Linked DNA regions of Sus scrofa: all the other regions are linked to region 1. The links are chromatin contacts, called in public HiChIP or PLAC-seq maps. All regions are on one chromosome and are shown on one strand. Each heading gives the region's core, a stretch centred on a gene start, on an enhancer-like site or on the middle of the called end of the contact. The rest is flanking DNA. Distances are from core to core; before and after follow the strand shown. Region 1 holds the start of TMEM164 (transmembrane protein 164). Region 2 holds the start of NXT2 (NTF2-related export protein 2). Region 3 holds the start of ACSL4 (acyl-CoA synthetase long-chain family member 4).

Evidence for each region. HiChIP or PLAC-seq counts read pairs in DNA pulled down with a chosen protein or histone mark.
Region 2: an H3K27ac HiChIP or PLAC-seq map of alveolar macrophages shows a contact between it and region 1. The contact joins the promoter of NXT2 here to the promoter of TMEM164 in region 1. A contact is called at or near these places in 1 of 5 promoter capture datasets (liver) and 1 of 2 datasets of contacts at active chromatin or transcription factors (alveolar macrophages).
Region 3: an H3K27ac HiChIP or PLAC-seq map of alveolar macrophages shows a contact between it and region 1. The contact joins the promoter of ACSL4 here to the promoter of TMEM164 in region 1. A contact is called at or near these places in 1 of 47 Hi-C or Micro-C datasets (embryonic fibroblasts) and 2 of 2 datasets of contacts at active chromatin or transcription factors (alveolar macrophages and skeletal muscle).

Annotation. Positions count from the first base shown.
Region 1 is chrX:90,102,997-90,108,140 of Sscrofa11.1, reverse strand. TMEM164 (transmembrane protein 164) reads right to left here and starts at 2,848. Exons shown (of 6, transcript XM_021080004.1): 1 at 2,728-2,848. The coding sequence starts at 2,775.
Region 2 is chrX:89,682,702-89,687,845 of Sscrofa11.1, reverse strand. It overlaps NXT2 (NTF2-related export protein 2), which reads right to left and starts at 3,113. Exons shown (of 5, transcript XM_003135314.4): 1 at 2,962-3,113; 2 at 1,894-1,978; 3 at 817-903. The coding sequence starts at 3,059.
Region 3 is chrX:89,835,340-89,840,483 of Sscrofa11.1, reverse strand. ACSL4 (acyl-CoA synthetase long-chain family member 4) reads left to right here and starts at 2,876. Exons shown (of 16, transcript NM_001038694.1): 1 at 2,876-2,946.

The sequences.
Region 1 (5,144 bases), core at 1,599-4,098:
CTCTCGCCACAGACAGAGAAAAAAGTTGACGGGCCCGCCTGGGGTCTGTTTCAGAGTGCAGTGAGTCGGAGCTTGGCGCTGCTCCCACACCTCAGAACTCAAAGGCAGACCTCACCCTAAGAGCATGAACTCCCCAAGGAAAGAGTCCTTAAGAGAAACCTGTATTTCGCCAAAGTACCACAGTGGAGACTGGGAACCTTCTGTGACCACCTCCAGGAAAGAATGCAACTAGGCCGCTGGGAAATTAACTGTGGCAGAGGGGCCGGCGGAGGGGGGGGTGCCTGGGCCGTGGTCCCTAGATGTGACTGAGAAAGGGCACCTGGCTGGGGCTGGACTTCCTGCTTCTGGAAGGCCAGGGCAGGCCTAGGAGGGGAGGGGCTGCCGGCCTGAGGGCCAGTCTTTCCTTGGGCTCACCTCCACTGGGGGGCTGGTGCAGAGGTGGTAGAAAGCCAGATCTAAAATCCGCACCGAAACAGCCCCTCGTTGGCAAATTATTTTTAAGGCTCCCACTTCCCACACGGATGAGGGGTTCTACACCGCCAAGGGTCCTGAGCACACAACTGACTCTGATGGCTGAGGCTGCCCCGGGGAAAAAGTCAACAGACTCACATGCATCATGGTGACCAGGTGACAGGGGTTGAGCAGGTAGATGACGGTCTTGGTGGCGAACTTAAAGCCCACCTCCACCCCGAAGGTCAGGCACAGGGCTACTAAGAGCAGATTCTTGCTCAGGCTCTCTTTGCCTTCCTCTGGCCGCTGGGTCACCTGCTCTGGCTGGCAGCCACGGCCACCCCTACCGTCCTCCTTCGTCTGCCTCAGGATGTGCCGCAGGGCCACCAGGATCTCCAACAGGGCCAGGGTCAGGACCACCACACTTTCCAGCAGCCGCTGCTGCCAAGAGAGGAAGGCAGCACAGTCGGGGCCCCCATTGCCTGCAAAGCTGGGGTCCACGCCCCCATAGAGCCAGTCCAGGAGACTTTGGTAGCTATACCGGGACATGATGCAAGGTGGTTCCCCGCGACCACCGTGCAGGAAGCAAGAGCGAGATGGAACACAAGCCCGGAGGGTGGCCCTGGAGGTGGGACATGTACGGAGGGCACACCCCCGCACCCGCACCCCCTCTGGACACCGGGGCGCCGAGAGCAGGGGACGGGGAAACTACACGCGAGGCCCGGGGCAAAGTGCTGGCTCTAACTTGTCCCCACGGCTGTCTGGGGAGCCCCCCGCGCTTCTCCAGTGGCCACCAACGAGGCAGGGTGGAAACGAGCCGTTGGCCAATCTAAAAGGAAGGAGAGGAAAAAAAAAAAAGGTCTCAAAGAGGCAATTGCATCGGGAATTACGAAGCGGGGAGGGGTAACTAGCGAGGGAGGAAAAGGGGAACAGGGGCAGTGGCGAAGCAAGCAGGGAGGGGTCAGGGGAAGTCGGAGGCCGGGAGGGTCAGAGCGAGGGCCGAGGGGACCCAGCAGCGCGGCGGGAGCGAACCGGGGGGCGACGGCGAAGGGACACGCGGAGGCCAGGAGGGGAGCTGGCGGGGCAGGGCAGGCGGGGAGGGCGACAGGGCTGGCGGGGGCGCCGGACTCCTCGTCTCACGCACTCGCCACAGGGGATCGCTTACTCCTGCAACCGCGTGGCCGTCTCTGCCCCCAGCGAGCAACTTCGCCGCCGACCGGCCCCTCCGAGCCAATTTAGAGCCGTCCCGGTCCAGCCTCCCGCCCCCGGGTACACCCCCGAGCCCCCAGCTCCACCCCCGGCCCCAGACGCCCGCCCTCCAGGCAGCACCTCCCCCAGCCCGCGGCCCGCCCGGGACCTGCCCCCTCGCGCGGGCAGCGGCGGGAGGAAGCGGGGAGGGAGGGAGGGAAGGCGGGCGGGAGGCCGGGCCAGCCGGGGGCTGGGCTCCGGCCGGCCCGCTCCCTCCGCCCCGGCGCCGCACCTCCCGCGCCTCCCGCCCGGCCCCGGGGACGGGCCGCCGCGCCCCTCGGGGCTCCACTCACCGGCAGCTCGGCCCGCGGCCCCGGCTCGGGCGCCCACTCGGCTCCCCGCGCTCCCCGCGCCCCGGCTCTCGGCTCCCCCGGCGGCCGCAGCGGCCGCCGCACTCGGCTCCTCCTCCCGGTCTTCCTCCCCTGCAGCAGCCGCGCTCGCTTCCTCCTTCTTCCCCTCCCTCTCTCCTCCCCCTCGCCGCCGCCACCGCCTCCCCGCTCCCGTCCGGCTTGGCCCCGGGCCCCCTCGCGCCCTCGAGCCGCGGCCACCCCGCCGCGCCTCCTCCCCCCTCTCCGGCCTCCCCCCCACATTCGCTCCCACCCTTCACACCTCCCACCCTCCCTCTTTTCTCCGCTCCCTCCCCTCCCTCCCCCGGGCTCAGTCCCCGCCTCCTTCCCCTCCTCCCCGGCCTGCCTCGCGTTCTGCACTTGCCGAGCCAGCACGCGTGCACGGCCACCTTCCTGCACCATGGTCTACGGAATTCGCCTCCTCCGCGAAGCCGTTTTGACCGACTCCACCTCCTATGACCCGGTTCCCCAGGACACATCTTTGTACGCCCTGCACCTAGTAGGCGCTTAGCCGGCCCTCGCCAAGTTCTTGGGGAATGGACGAGCCGTTGCTAGTGATGAGCGGCTGGGCAGGCTTGGCTTTGGGAGGTTTGTTGGGTGGGATCTTCTACTCCTCGCCTCTCCTCCGGTCCACTCGGAAAACAGCCGACTTGGGCAGGGCCAGGAAGGCATCTTCTCTCACCTTTCTAGACACAGCCGTACCCTCCACTCCAGTCCTAGGACGAGGCATCTTACTTTGCTAGGCTCTTCCCCTTCCAGCTCTGCTCCGGTGTTTCTCCCTCTAACCTCCGCCTGCCACACCTTCCTGCTCAACCGTACTGGAGCTGAAGGAAAAGAAGCTTCCCCTGACCTCTTTCCCTGCCCCCCTCCCTGCAACGGAGCAGCTGTTTCCCAACCTGCACTTGGCCAAGAGTCCTGCCTCTGAAAGGCCGGCCAGGACAGTGTGGGTGGGGGCCAAGAATTGGATAAGGGCTGCTGATTGAAACAGGGCCCCCCTTCCCTGCTGCCTTTTACCCGTAGACTGTGGTTTACTTTTCTTTGGGCAGGAAACAGGAAAAAGACCTTTATAGAATCGACCTCGTGTTGATTTAATATTTATTGAAGACTCACAAAGAATTAGGAGAATATCCAGAAAAACATGGTTAGGCACCTTGCCTGGGAAACACTTTCTGGTATTGGCTGCAAGCCAGACTCAAAACATAAAATACAGTCTAATGTGTTATCAGGCTATTGTCCTCCCATCCTTTACAAGTGTGGTTTTCCCCACAAGTAGAGCTGCAGAGCCAGGTAGCCTTGTCTAATTCCAAGCTTTGTACAGCATCTACCATAGGCCTGATGCTCTTCAAACGCTAATTAATAAAGAACAAGGACAAACAAGACTGATTCAGCGGCAGAGTCCTGTCGTGGCTCAGCAGAAATGAATTCCGCTAGGAACCATGAGGTTGCGGGTTCGATCCCTGGCCTTGCTCAGTGGATTAAGGATCCTGCATTGCCGAGAGCTGTGGTGTAGGCCGAAGATGCAGCTCGGATCTGGCATGGCTGTGGCGTAGGCCGGCAGCTGTAGCTCCAATTCGACCCCTAGCCTGGGAATCTCCATGTGCCATGGATGCAGCCCTAAAAAAAAAAAAAAAAAAAAAAAAATTGGTTTAGCAGCTCACTCCACTGAATTCATTTTTCATAGGTGTTTTGTTAAATCCTCTGCAGCGTAACATTAAGGATAATAAAGCTGTGGAGCTCCTGGCATTGACTGCAGCCTGAGATCTTAGGTTCCTCTCTTCAAGGAAGGAGCAATGAGGTTATAACTCAGTAAAAGGCTTCCTTACCGCTGAACTTCCCTTGGGATTTTGGCCTGGAGGGTCCTGTGTTTGCAAAATGACCCTCTTTAGTAACTGGAGCCAGGCCAACTTCCTCACCTGAGGCACAAAATCCTCTCTTCCAAAAGTAGAATAAGCCAAGTGTTGAACCACCCAGGATTCAATTCCTCTTACTTCCCAGTTGGGCAACTGACCTCTTTGGGGCCTCAGTTTCCATCTATCAGCTGAAGGGTCGTCAGTTATCTAGTATCTGATTCCTAGGATTATGCACATTTAAATGAGTTGAATTAGGTAGCACACTCTGCAGTGTCTGGTGCATAAAAAGTGCTCAATAAATGCTCCCCGTTCTCCTCATCCAGTTCCACATCGGTGCAGGCAAGCCCGCACACGTGCAAACACTCTCACATTCAGTGCCTTCCCCCACATCTGCATAAACAAGCCTACCCAGGCTTCGGAGCCCACGTGAAATTGCACTCTCCGCAACCCCCACCCCCAGCTCCCAAGAGCTCTCTCCCTCCTCTGAACCTCAACAGCCGTTATTGCCTGCACTACTCATTTTATTCTGAATCACATACTGCCTTCCATTGTTCTCTCATTGTTAGTTCTGTCTCCCACACTCAGATCTTTGACAGCAGGGACGGGTCTTCATCTTTTCTAAACCCCATCTCGGCACCTAGCAGAGTGGCAAACAATAAGGCACTCAGCAGAGACTAGGGGAATGTTGTCCCTCCCCATAGGTAAAAGGCAAATAAAAACTGAGCTGAAATGGTGGGTCGGATTTTGGAAACTCAAAAAAAGCTTCAGGCAGAGGTCCTGATCATTTCCTTGCTGGGACACAGGCCAAAGGCGTCTTGTCTCCAAACAGTAACAAGAGCAAACGAACTCGGCTTTTTTTAAGTAGAAGCTTGAAGGGCAGTGAAAAGGGAACGTGGACAGTGGGGAAAGTCACCTCTGGGGAAAGGCATTTTTTTCCGGGCTTCTGTGTGCTCAGGTAAAATGAGGCGGGGGGCAGTGAACTAGAACTGTTTCTAAGCTGCCTGCTGGCTCTAGGAGTCCATGACTCCAGGAACTCAGCCTTCCTGCCTTTCATCCAAGTCAGGTTTGAACTGTAAGGCAGAAAGCTGATCTAACTGGCTAGGTGATCCGAGCTACCTCTCTGCCTGTTGAGACACTACCCTAAATTCTTTTGTCCAACGTCCCTTTCCAGCTGTGAACTCAGCTGACCTCCTCTGGAGGGCAAAGAGTCAGAAAGCATTACCTCTGTCATATCATGGACTAGCAGGTG
Region 2 (5,144 bases), core at 1,864-4,363, 420 kb after region 1:
TTCTTTTTTCTTTTTTTTTTTTTTTTGCTACTTTGGCTTTGAAAGCACCAAGGCACAATAAATGTCCATTGTCCTATCTCTTGCCCCATCCCATGTCATCAAACATCAGTTATCACGAACTTTTTTAATCTGTCTTAAAAAATAAGTTTTTAGAGATAGTAACTCATGTACCTGCAGCATAGACAAAGTTATCTAAAACATAATCCTAGGCCGATAAGAGGCATAAGCAAGACTCTCCAGACCACTGAAATAGTTACTTAGAAGATATGGCTCAGGGATAAGTCACAACGAAAAAAGTTGATGAAGTGAGAACTTGCTCTGTTGAAGACTAAAAGTATCCAAACCACATGGATTCTATTTGTGAGTGCCAGCAATAGCTGTGAGCTTTAACAAAAAAATTACCTATTAATATATGAAATTGAAGGGACAAATTAGGGAACATTCCCTGTAATGGCAGACCCCTGTACTAGCACTAATACTATCTTAACCATATTGGTTAAATGATGGGGCTAAGAAAATGCAACATATTTAAGTGAACGTATGCTGCATCCCATGTTAAGTGCAATATTTAAATAATTCTCACTGTCACCCTAAAAATAGAATGAGGTTAAGAGAGGTTAGCAACTTGCCCAAGGTCACAGAGCTAGGCAAACACAAAGCTGGGATATGATTCCAGAGTCCACACTTCCATAATACCACACTAATGTACTTTTAAAGAACACAGCTGTCACTTAGGCAAGTCAGAGGAATGGCTGGCTCAAAAAAAAAAAAAAATACAGAACTGTTACTCAATAAACAATAGTTTACAACACTTACCCGTCTTCTTTTATCCATTGTCTCATAGTAAATATTGACAAATTCCTCAGCAGCTCTGCATGCCTGATCTACATAAGTTTTAAAATCCTACAAGAAAAACTTCATTAAAATGTACATTACCACTCCTCCAACCCCCTCACAAACACGAAATCACCAAGAGAAGTTGATGATTTATTTCATTTTGTAGCTCCATATATAGCCCACATTCTTCCATATAAATTTGGATATTTTAAAGATTAGGGCTCAAGTTCCCATTTTTTTTTTAATGCACTATTTTAAAGGATGTATCTTTAGGGCATATTTGTCCTTCATTAGTGAATTTCACCTTTTTCTCGGTCTAAATATAAATCTATTATCTTTGCTTGGCAACTGGCACTTTAGGCTTCCAACATTTTACAAAGCATTCACTTTAATAAAAATGATGCTGTCTGAAACTTAAAAAAAATGTGTGTGGGGGGGTGCGAACTGCCACTGGATAAGTTAGGAAGTGTTGAGTTCTCTTTTCAAGCGGTAAGTTTTTCAAAAGTTGCTGAATGGGGAAAAAAACTGAACAAGTTCAAGGAACTGCTTGAACTACTAGATACCTAGAAAACTTCCTCACAATACATAAAAATTCACCGGCGTTTGTAAAGAACTTTAAAACCGAAGAAAAGAAATGTGGTGGTATTCTCCCGCAGGAAGATTAAGTACTTTCTTCCCCAGGCATTTACCAGCCCAGCCTATTATTTGAATTAAGAACCAGTTCCGTTTCTGTCTCAGGTAATTGAAAGTTATTTAGAAAATCAAACAGCAAAGAATAGATTACAAGCCGTAAGCAACAGACCCCAACGTTCCCGCCTCCACCTAGCTCCCATCTCGGGGTCCTTTCCTGGATCGCAAAGCGACTGCACAGCCCTGGGCACGGAGGGTCAGGGGTCGAGGATGGTGGGGGACCGCAGAGAGCGGGCCCCGCCCCCGGCGCCTGGCGCGCCATGACCAGATTCGCCGCTTTACCACGTGACCAGCAGACAGCCCGCCCCAGAGCCCCGCCCCTCAGCCACCCGCGCTCAGGCACCCTGCCGCGGCCGCCGCACTCACCACGGACATAGCCATCGGGGAGCCCGAAGCACCCTGTTCCAGCAGTGGCGGCGTCACTACGTCTTCTCGTGTCCGGCTCCCACGGCTGCGTGAGGGTCAAATACTTAGAAAGAAAGCGAAACCCGCCAAACGCACAGAATTCTCTGCCCGCCCATTCTCCCCCGGAAGTAGCTCGGTCCGTTGTTAAAAGCACCCCGATGTACCAACCTTAAGTCCAAGTCTCTTCAGTTCCGACCGTACCCTCCTGTCTGCCGTATGTGCTCACTTGTTTGATATTTATTAACTTAGTTTCGAAAAAAAAATCACTTTGTTTTTGTTAAGGTACAATCTCAACAAAAGTATCCATTTCGCCAACCCGCCTAGAGACAGCATAAAAGATCTACTTAAAGCGTCCAATGGTGGGGGCTTCTTTGCTTCAGGAGGCGGGGCCAGTGCTAGCTAAAAGCCAATGTGGATTGTGAGGACACTGGCCAGATCTGTAACCAATAGGAAAAGTGGGTGGAGCTTGGGGAAAAGCGGGCAAACCTACTGCGCATGACTGGTAGACAACGGCTCAGCATTCTGGAATGTTCTGGAAGAATCGATCCACACTGCATTAAAAGCCAATGTCTCCTTACTATTCCTAAAATTATTGACTATTTGATTTGGCACTATTTCACTGGAAAAGGCTCAGTCCCTTCATTCTGGGCTGCATTTTCAAGTGTCTTGCAGACCTCAAATGAAGGTTGGTTTCTAGTAAACTAGCCATTAAACACTTTCCACAACCTACTCCCTAAAAATAGCTAAAATTTTACCGGCTGGTTATCAGGGAGGAGGGTACTTTTCTAAGCATTTTAACCCACATTCACTTAATCACTTACAATAACGATCTGAGGTAACTACTTCTGTTACATAGTTAAGACATAGAGTGATTACATAACCCCCTTACAGTCACAAACTAGTTGAGATTCAAGCTTAAGCAATTTAATTACCCCTGCAACACGCCCCAGCATCCTCCAAAACCGCTCATCTCAAAGCCCCCAACAATTTCTGGGTGGTCAAATCGATCCGGTATCGCCACAGACTTACCATGAATGGCTGGTATGTGGCTCCTCATGAAAATGGTCACTCTTTCCATGGGGTCTTTCTCTGTCTCCCTGAAACCAGTCTCTTCTGAATTTCCTCATACTTTTATCTGATTTTTCCCTCACTCTCCTTTCTTCACCTAGCTCCAACTGCAGCGAACTTCCCGCTGTACACTATGCAGCCTCCTCTGCTCCCCTCTTACTGGCGTCACTTCCGGTGGCGTCTCCCATTTAAAACCTCCCTCCCACGTGATCTCGATTGATACTTGTATGCTGACGAACCTCAAAACACATCTCCAGCCCCTCCTTCCCGCCGCTTTTCTGAGTTCCAATTCCACGTATGTAGTTTCGCTAAGTATGAAGACGTAAATACGCTACAGGTTTATCAAACTTGCAGAGTCCAAATTTAAAGGCATTATTTCCTCTGCACTTAGAATCTTTTGTATTATTTCAGTCATCTACGCTTGAATTCTTGGAAATTTTTTTCTTTGGTATCCCCCTGCCCCCCATCCCATCGTCATAATTCATTATTCATTTCAACGAATATTTACTGAACACGTACTGTGGGTCAGGCATTGTACAAGGTTCTTGATATATAGTGGTGAACAAAACAGGCATGATCCATACCCTCATGAAACTCACAAGGTAATAGGAGTGATAGACGATAAACAAAAATGAATTATAGAGGAGTTCCAGGTAACTTATCCAATTCTTCCCACTCTTTAAAGAAATTCTCTCTCTCTCTCTTTCTTTTTCTCTCTCTCTCCTCTATACACACATTTTGACTTTGCTCTATTCTCATTTCCCCTCAATTTTCCCAATCTTTAAAGACTTACCTTGGTTTGGTCTGAATTTATCTTTCCAGACTTCTTTCCCATTATTCACCAACACTGGCAAAGTTAACTACTACTGTTTACCGAAAATGACTTGTGTTCACTGCTTTATAGGTGACTGCTTTTTTAGTTTGAGAGCTTAGAATGTGTCTGGCCTTATTATGATTTCATACAATCCTCACAACACCCAAAGAGAGAAACATTATTATCTAAATTTATAAGAATTTAAACTTAGGTTCAAAGAGGTTAAGTTGGACAAGATGACACAGCTAGTGAAGCCAGGATTTTAACTCGCAACTAACTGTTTATCCCCAAATCTTTGTTCTTAGATACTCCGCTATCATGCATTTGCTTACACTATGCTTATTTTGGAATATTTATTCTCTTCATTTACGACTGCCCTTCAGGGAGGAGGACAGGTACAGCCTCCTCCATGGAGCCTTCCCTCATTTCATGTTGCCAGAACCCTAAGGGATGTGACCTGTCCTTTGGCTACGGGGCATGCCTGTTGGTGTGGGGCAATAATGCTGGGGACTAAAGGAGTATTGTGAGTACTGAAAAGGGACAACTGAGATAGAAGTGGAGGGAAGACTTAGAGTTTTGCACTGAATATTTGCACAAAACTCTGTACACTTTTATTGATGTGCTACAAGGAGGGGAGGGTGGGTAAACTGATAACAAGAATAGAGTAGGACTCGAGGGGCCTTCCTGGGGACAGAACACCCTGCATCCCCTGCCTCTGGTGTGTAGAAAAGCTTCAGCATCCTAGCCCTTCACTGAGTTCCAAACAGTAAATTTAATCAGAGAAATACAAACAAAGGAAAATAGTCAAGCAATACATGAGGTTAGCCATAAAAACAAAGTTAAAGACCTTTGGGTCCTCCTTTAGGGCTATAAATAATATCTGGAGCCATATCCTTGAGCTGCTTAGAAGATACTAAAACCCCTACCAGATGGAAGAAGTTAACCTCTAGCCACCAGCATGTAGACTCCAGACCAGTTGAAACCAAAAGGCTGTAAATGTTGATTCCTGAAACACCACTCAGTTGCCTCATCACCAACCAATCAGAAGAATGTCCATGATCTGATCAGGCATATTGCTGCTCTCTCCCTCATGTTGCCTTTAAAAGCCCTGCCCCAAAGTCATCAGGGAGTTTAGGTTTTTTTTTTAGGGCCATACTTGTGGCATATGGAATTTCCTAGGCTAGGGGTCCACTTAGAGCTGCACCTGCCAGCCACAGCCATAGCCACAGCACGCAGAATCCAAGCCATATCTGTGACCTACACTGCAGCTCATGGCAATGCCAGATCTTTAACCCACTGAGCGAGGCCAGGGATTGAACTTGTATCCTCG
Region 3 (5,144 bases), core at 1,627-4,126, 270 kb after region 1:
GCCCTGAAAAATTCTGTTTGCTTTCAGTTTAATTTCCATGCTTCCAGTGCTCTTTATGTTGTATTTTGAATTGGGCAGTTGCCCTGTACATTTTCCTAACTCTTCTGCATCTTCATATGTTTCTCTCTTCTATTTTGGATCAGACTTGTAGTTCTGGGAAGGCTTTATTACCTAGGAAGCCTGATGTAGTGGCAGGCACCCTGGTCTAGGAGTCAGGAGGACTGTGGTAGGAAATCCAGGCTCTGCTACTAGTTAGTCGTATGCCTAGACAAGTTGTTTTACCTGCATCTGTTTCTCTATCTGTGAAATAGTGATAATAATCCCCTGCCTTCCTGACTAGTAAACAATGGTGCAAATGTTCTTTCTGAAATGTCAGACAGCTGGCTGGGGAAATGTTTGGCTCCTGGGTAGTCGTTCTGGAGGGTTTCTGGCAACAAGAGATTAAGCAAGGTTTGTTTTGACCCTGAAAAAGTGAAAAAAGAGCAGCTAGAAATAGTGTGGAGACACTTGGTTTCCTTTTCGGAGATGGGCTCTTCTAGCCTCTTCACCCTGGGTGTAGTTAACTGGAGAGGAAAAGGTGAGTTATGGTGGGTGCGAGAGGTAGCCAGAATAACAGCATCCTAAGTGATAAAAATGGTGAAAATTCAACTAGTTTCTTGGTCTGATAAATATCTCTTTATATTTATACACATGCTTATACATAGGTATGTATGTAGACCTATTCATACATACAAACAAAAACTGAGAGCCTTAGGCTCTTTCCTTTATACCTTGTAAAGCTGGAGGAACTTTAATAATCCAGCACTGACTCAGTGTTCAGAGGAAACTACCTAATTGAGAAGGTCTGGGCTAAATGACTGCTAGTAAAGAAAAATGGACCAAAGTACTCTTTTATTACATGTTCTTTCTCATCTTAGTCTGATTTATGTGCTACACTGGGTCTGTTCTGTGTCTGTGTTTTATTTATTTATTTATTTATTTATTTATTTATTTATTTCTGTCATTTTTTTTTTTTAGGGCCACACCCATGGCATAGGGAGGTTCCCAGGCTAGGGGTCAAATTGGAAGCTGCAGCTGCCAGCCTATACCACAGCCACGGAAAGGCAGGATCCTAGCCGAATCTGCAACCTACACCACAGCTCAAGGCAATGCCCGGATCCTTAACCCACTGAGCGAGGCCAGTTGATCAAACCTGCGTCCTCTGATGCTAGTCAGATTCGTTTCTGCTGAGCCATGACGGCCCCGCCTGTGTCTGTGTTTTAATTCCACCGCTAGACACCAAGTCTGTTGAGAGCGGGGATGATCATTTTCTTGATTTCATTTGTATTAACCCTGCTGTACATGACAGGGCTCTGTGCACTGTAGGTACTCCGTGAATTACAGAGCTGACAAATGATTACTTATTTCTGGTACTACCACACGATCTCATAAAATAAACATGACAATTAAACTTGTTTGAAGTCCTGAACTTTCTAGGTCACTCTCGATAAAGGAAGTTATATGTCTGCCACAGCAATGTTCATAGGCATATTATATATAAATGGGTGGGCCTGTTGGAAATGGGATGAGTAATCCCACTCAAAGAAGTAACATATAAAGGCTGTAGATTTATGCTCTCCAGTTGTGGGCCTCCAACCACCTATAGTGTCACCTGAGATGCTTAGTGAAGATTCAGACTTCACAGCCCCACTCAGATCCAGGTATCAAAGAATAAGTCTAGCCTGTAATCTGAGGTGGTCTATCCACCCCCCACACATGCAAACACACGTATGTTGTTACCTCCAGTAATTCTATGGGAAAATGGAAAATAGCAAATGAAATGACATGTCCATTCCCAGCAAGAAGAGGAAGCTAGTCCTCCATTATGTATCAAGGAACTGGAAGAATACTGGCGTTTTCTTTCTTGCGGTGATACATTCTTGGCAGTTGGTCGTGGCTCCTTTGCAATTATGGTCTGCCCCTTTTGAAGTCCCAAGACAGTTCGCCAGCATTTTATTTTTAACAACAATTTCTTGAAGGTCTTGGGAACTGTATTTGCAGGACTGGCTCAGAAGCAACGATCAGGGCCAGTAAGATGCCACAGTGCTGCGGTGACTTGTCCTTATCAGTTGTGAGCTCTTTGGCCATTACACCACCGTGGAAATGCAAGGCATAAAGTGAAAAGCCTGCATTCTTGTGATATTTCATAAACGGGGGTGACGGCAGGGGTCTCAACGCAGTGAGAGGCGAGATAAAGCGAAGACAGGCGTGAGCGCGGGCTCGGAGGAGCAGGGTGTCTTAGGCAAAGAAGGTTAAGATCTCTCGCCGAAGGGAGAACAGTCAAGTCCGAAGATGCTTATCTTGAGAGGGCAGGCTGGAAGATGACCCGAGGGCAACTTTCATTACAGGGTGGAGCCCTAAGAAGCGAGCGCAGGTGCGGGCGTGGGCCCGTTCCGCACCTCGCTGAAATCAGATAGGCGCCCGAACCTCCCGAAAACACGCTCCATCACGTTGCCTCGGGACAGGAGCTGGACCCCGCGGCAGAGCCGTTAGCCGGCTCGGCTCCCCCGCCGCACCCCCCTCCATCGCCCCCCTCCATCTCCCCCCGGCAGCCGCTAGCGACCAGCTCGGGGCTCCTCCTTTTCGGCTGACGTCGGGGCGAGCGGAGGCGGGAGCGTGGGTGGGCCGAGCGGGCCGTCGCCCGCGATTCGGCCGGCTGTGCCACACCACCGCGCGCCCCCGCTCCGCCCGCCCCTCCGGGCGCGTCTTTTCCGGGCCCGCGCCTCGCCGCGCCTCGCCCCGCCTCCGCCGGCCCTCCGGGTGCGCGCGCGCCGCTGCGGCTTTTTCTCCGGCCTCCGCGGCGCGCCCCTCCTCGAACCAGCGCTAGCGGGCACGCGGCTCCTTTCCGCCAGCTTCCCGAGTGCCCAGCGCCTGCCGGCTGCGAAGACGCCGTGGGCAGCGCCTCTGGTGAGTAACTGCAGCCCGCGAGGCTCCGGCCCCGGCACCTCTGTCCTCTGGCTGTGGCGGGGCCCCCGCTCTGGCCGTGCCACCGTCCCACACCTGAGCCCAGAAGAGGTTGAGGGGACGTTCCTGTTCCCGGAATCCGCTGGCTTGCTTCTTGAGCCCGCCCCCCTCGTCCGGGAAGATCCCTAAGTCCCGGTATCATCTCCTTTGCTGAGGTCTGGGGTCCTCGAGACCCTGGCTTGCCTCTACCTGCCGATCGCTGCCCTTCGAGGGGCAAAAGCATCTTCCTGATCGGGGTGCTAGGCTTTGCCGTGACCCTTTCCGAAGGAGCACATCAGCGACTCGCCAGACCTCCAAACGACCTTTAGGGCGCCCCTGGACCTCAGCTCCATTTTGTCCCCTTCCAGTCGCTGTCTGTCTGGGAGCTAGGGGGTCTCTCTGGCCCTGGAAGCATCCGCCCTTTGAATTTGAGGGATGCCCTAGGTTCCGATATCCTCTCAGCTTCCGGATCTTTAGGTGTGTTAGAAAACGGCTGGTTTCTAGCAGAAGCGGGCTCTTATTTTTTCCTGTTCTACCTATCTACATCCCTGTCCTCCGTGGGTGCTGTATATTTAACATTAGCTTTATTCACTTCCTCTTCCTCTCATTCGAGGGCCCTACAGAAAGAACTGTGGGTGATGTCTATCGCACAGAGGAAAATCGAGGAGAATATGATTCATTGCCTAACCCCCATTAAGGGGTTACATATTTTAAATAAGACGTCATTTCTCCTCTTGACTCCAGCATCTCCTCCTTCAAAAGGCATTTTTTTTTCACCCTCTTGAAATGACTTTGCCCTAAATCGCTCTTCACCTTAAAAAAAAAAAAAATCAATCATCGCTCTGAGAAACAACGGGGAGATGGAGAATAAGGACGAAATGGCATTTAAATGAATCTCTTTGAAAAAGCAAGCCATCTGCTTCATTGGTTAATGGTTTAATCAGCGCCTCAGTTTCCTCATTTACAAAAATGAGGATGTTGGAATGAGGGTTCCTTCTTGGGTTCTGATTTTAGGACCTCTAAATTCGCTCTTAGTAACATGTTGCTGCATAACAGAGATTGAACCTGATGAAATCCTCGTGTCTTGGTAGTTGCTTGTCACTTTAGTTTTTCTTTTGTATTGCCTCTGACTAATAGTTTTAACTGTTATTGGTACAGAAGGCTGTAAGGGGAGATTCAATGTCTGTACTGTCAATGAGCATATCAAAGATTTTAATAGTCTAAGGCCTCTTCCTTGAATTGTAAAATAGCGATGAAACCCGCTAAAAGGTGAGACCTGTAAGACTCCTCTAAGAATTAACACTCTCTCTGCCATTCAGGTGGAGGATGAAACATTAAACTGTTGGTCTACTGGCAACATAGAATGAAGTACCTTATTGTTCTGGTAGGAGAAGTGATTTGACCCTTACAAATCCACGGAAGGTTTACGCAACAATGGAAATCTTGATTACATTGGTTCCCCCCCCCCAAAAAAAAAAACCCCTACTTTAAAAAGAAGTGATTCAGATTAAGATTTTTGTTGAAGTGTTTTTTGGGGGGTTGGGGTGGGATGGGTGGAGAAAGGAGAGGCTTGCCCAGTTGAGTGGAGAAGAGAAATGAATTGGGACCCTGGAGGGGCTCTGGTTCCAGTTCCAGCACTAATTCATTATATCACCTTGGACAAGTCACTTTTCCTCTCTTCAATTTAGCTTCTGTAAAAGAGTCTTGATGTTGGTAGAACGACCCATAAAAGTCCACCAATTTGAAATATATATAAAATGCAATTTGCATTTTAAGACTGTGCCATAAATCCTTAGTTGAAGTTAAGGCAAATCCTTAGTTGTTTAGGACGTTTTTCTCTAGCATAGATCTGCATGTACTAGTTCCAGTCTACATATGCAGAATTCTTAACTCATCCTTATCAAGTGAATTACTGTAGGTGGAAATCTAGAAATTGGGGAGCATTTTATAGAAGCCAGGTATTGTTAACCTAGGCTTGCAAGTGAATTGTGTACAATACCACGCTTTATTTATTTTTAAATGTTCAAGGCTTTTAAGAAATTTGTACAGAAATGTATACATACTATCTTGTGACTGTAATTGGCTAGGCATTTGAATATGCAGGCATCTCATTCACTCATTCATTTGTTCGTTCATTCAACTTAACTCCTTCCTCCATCTGT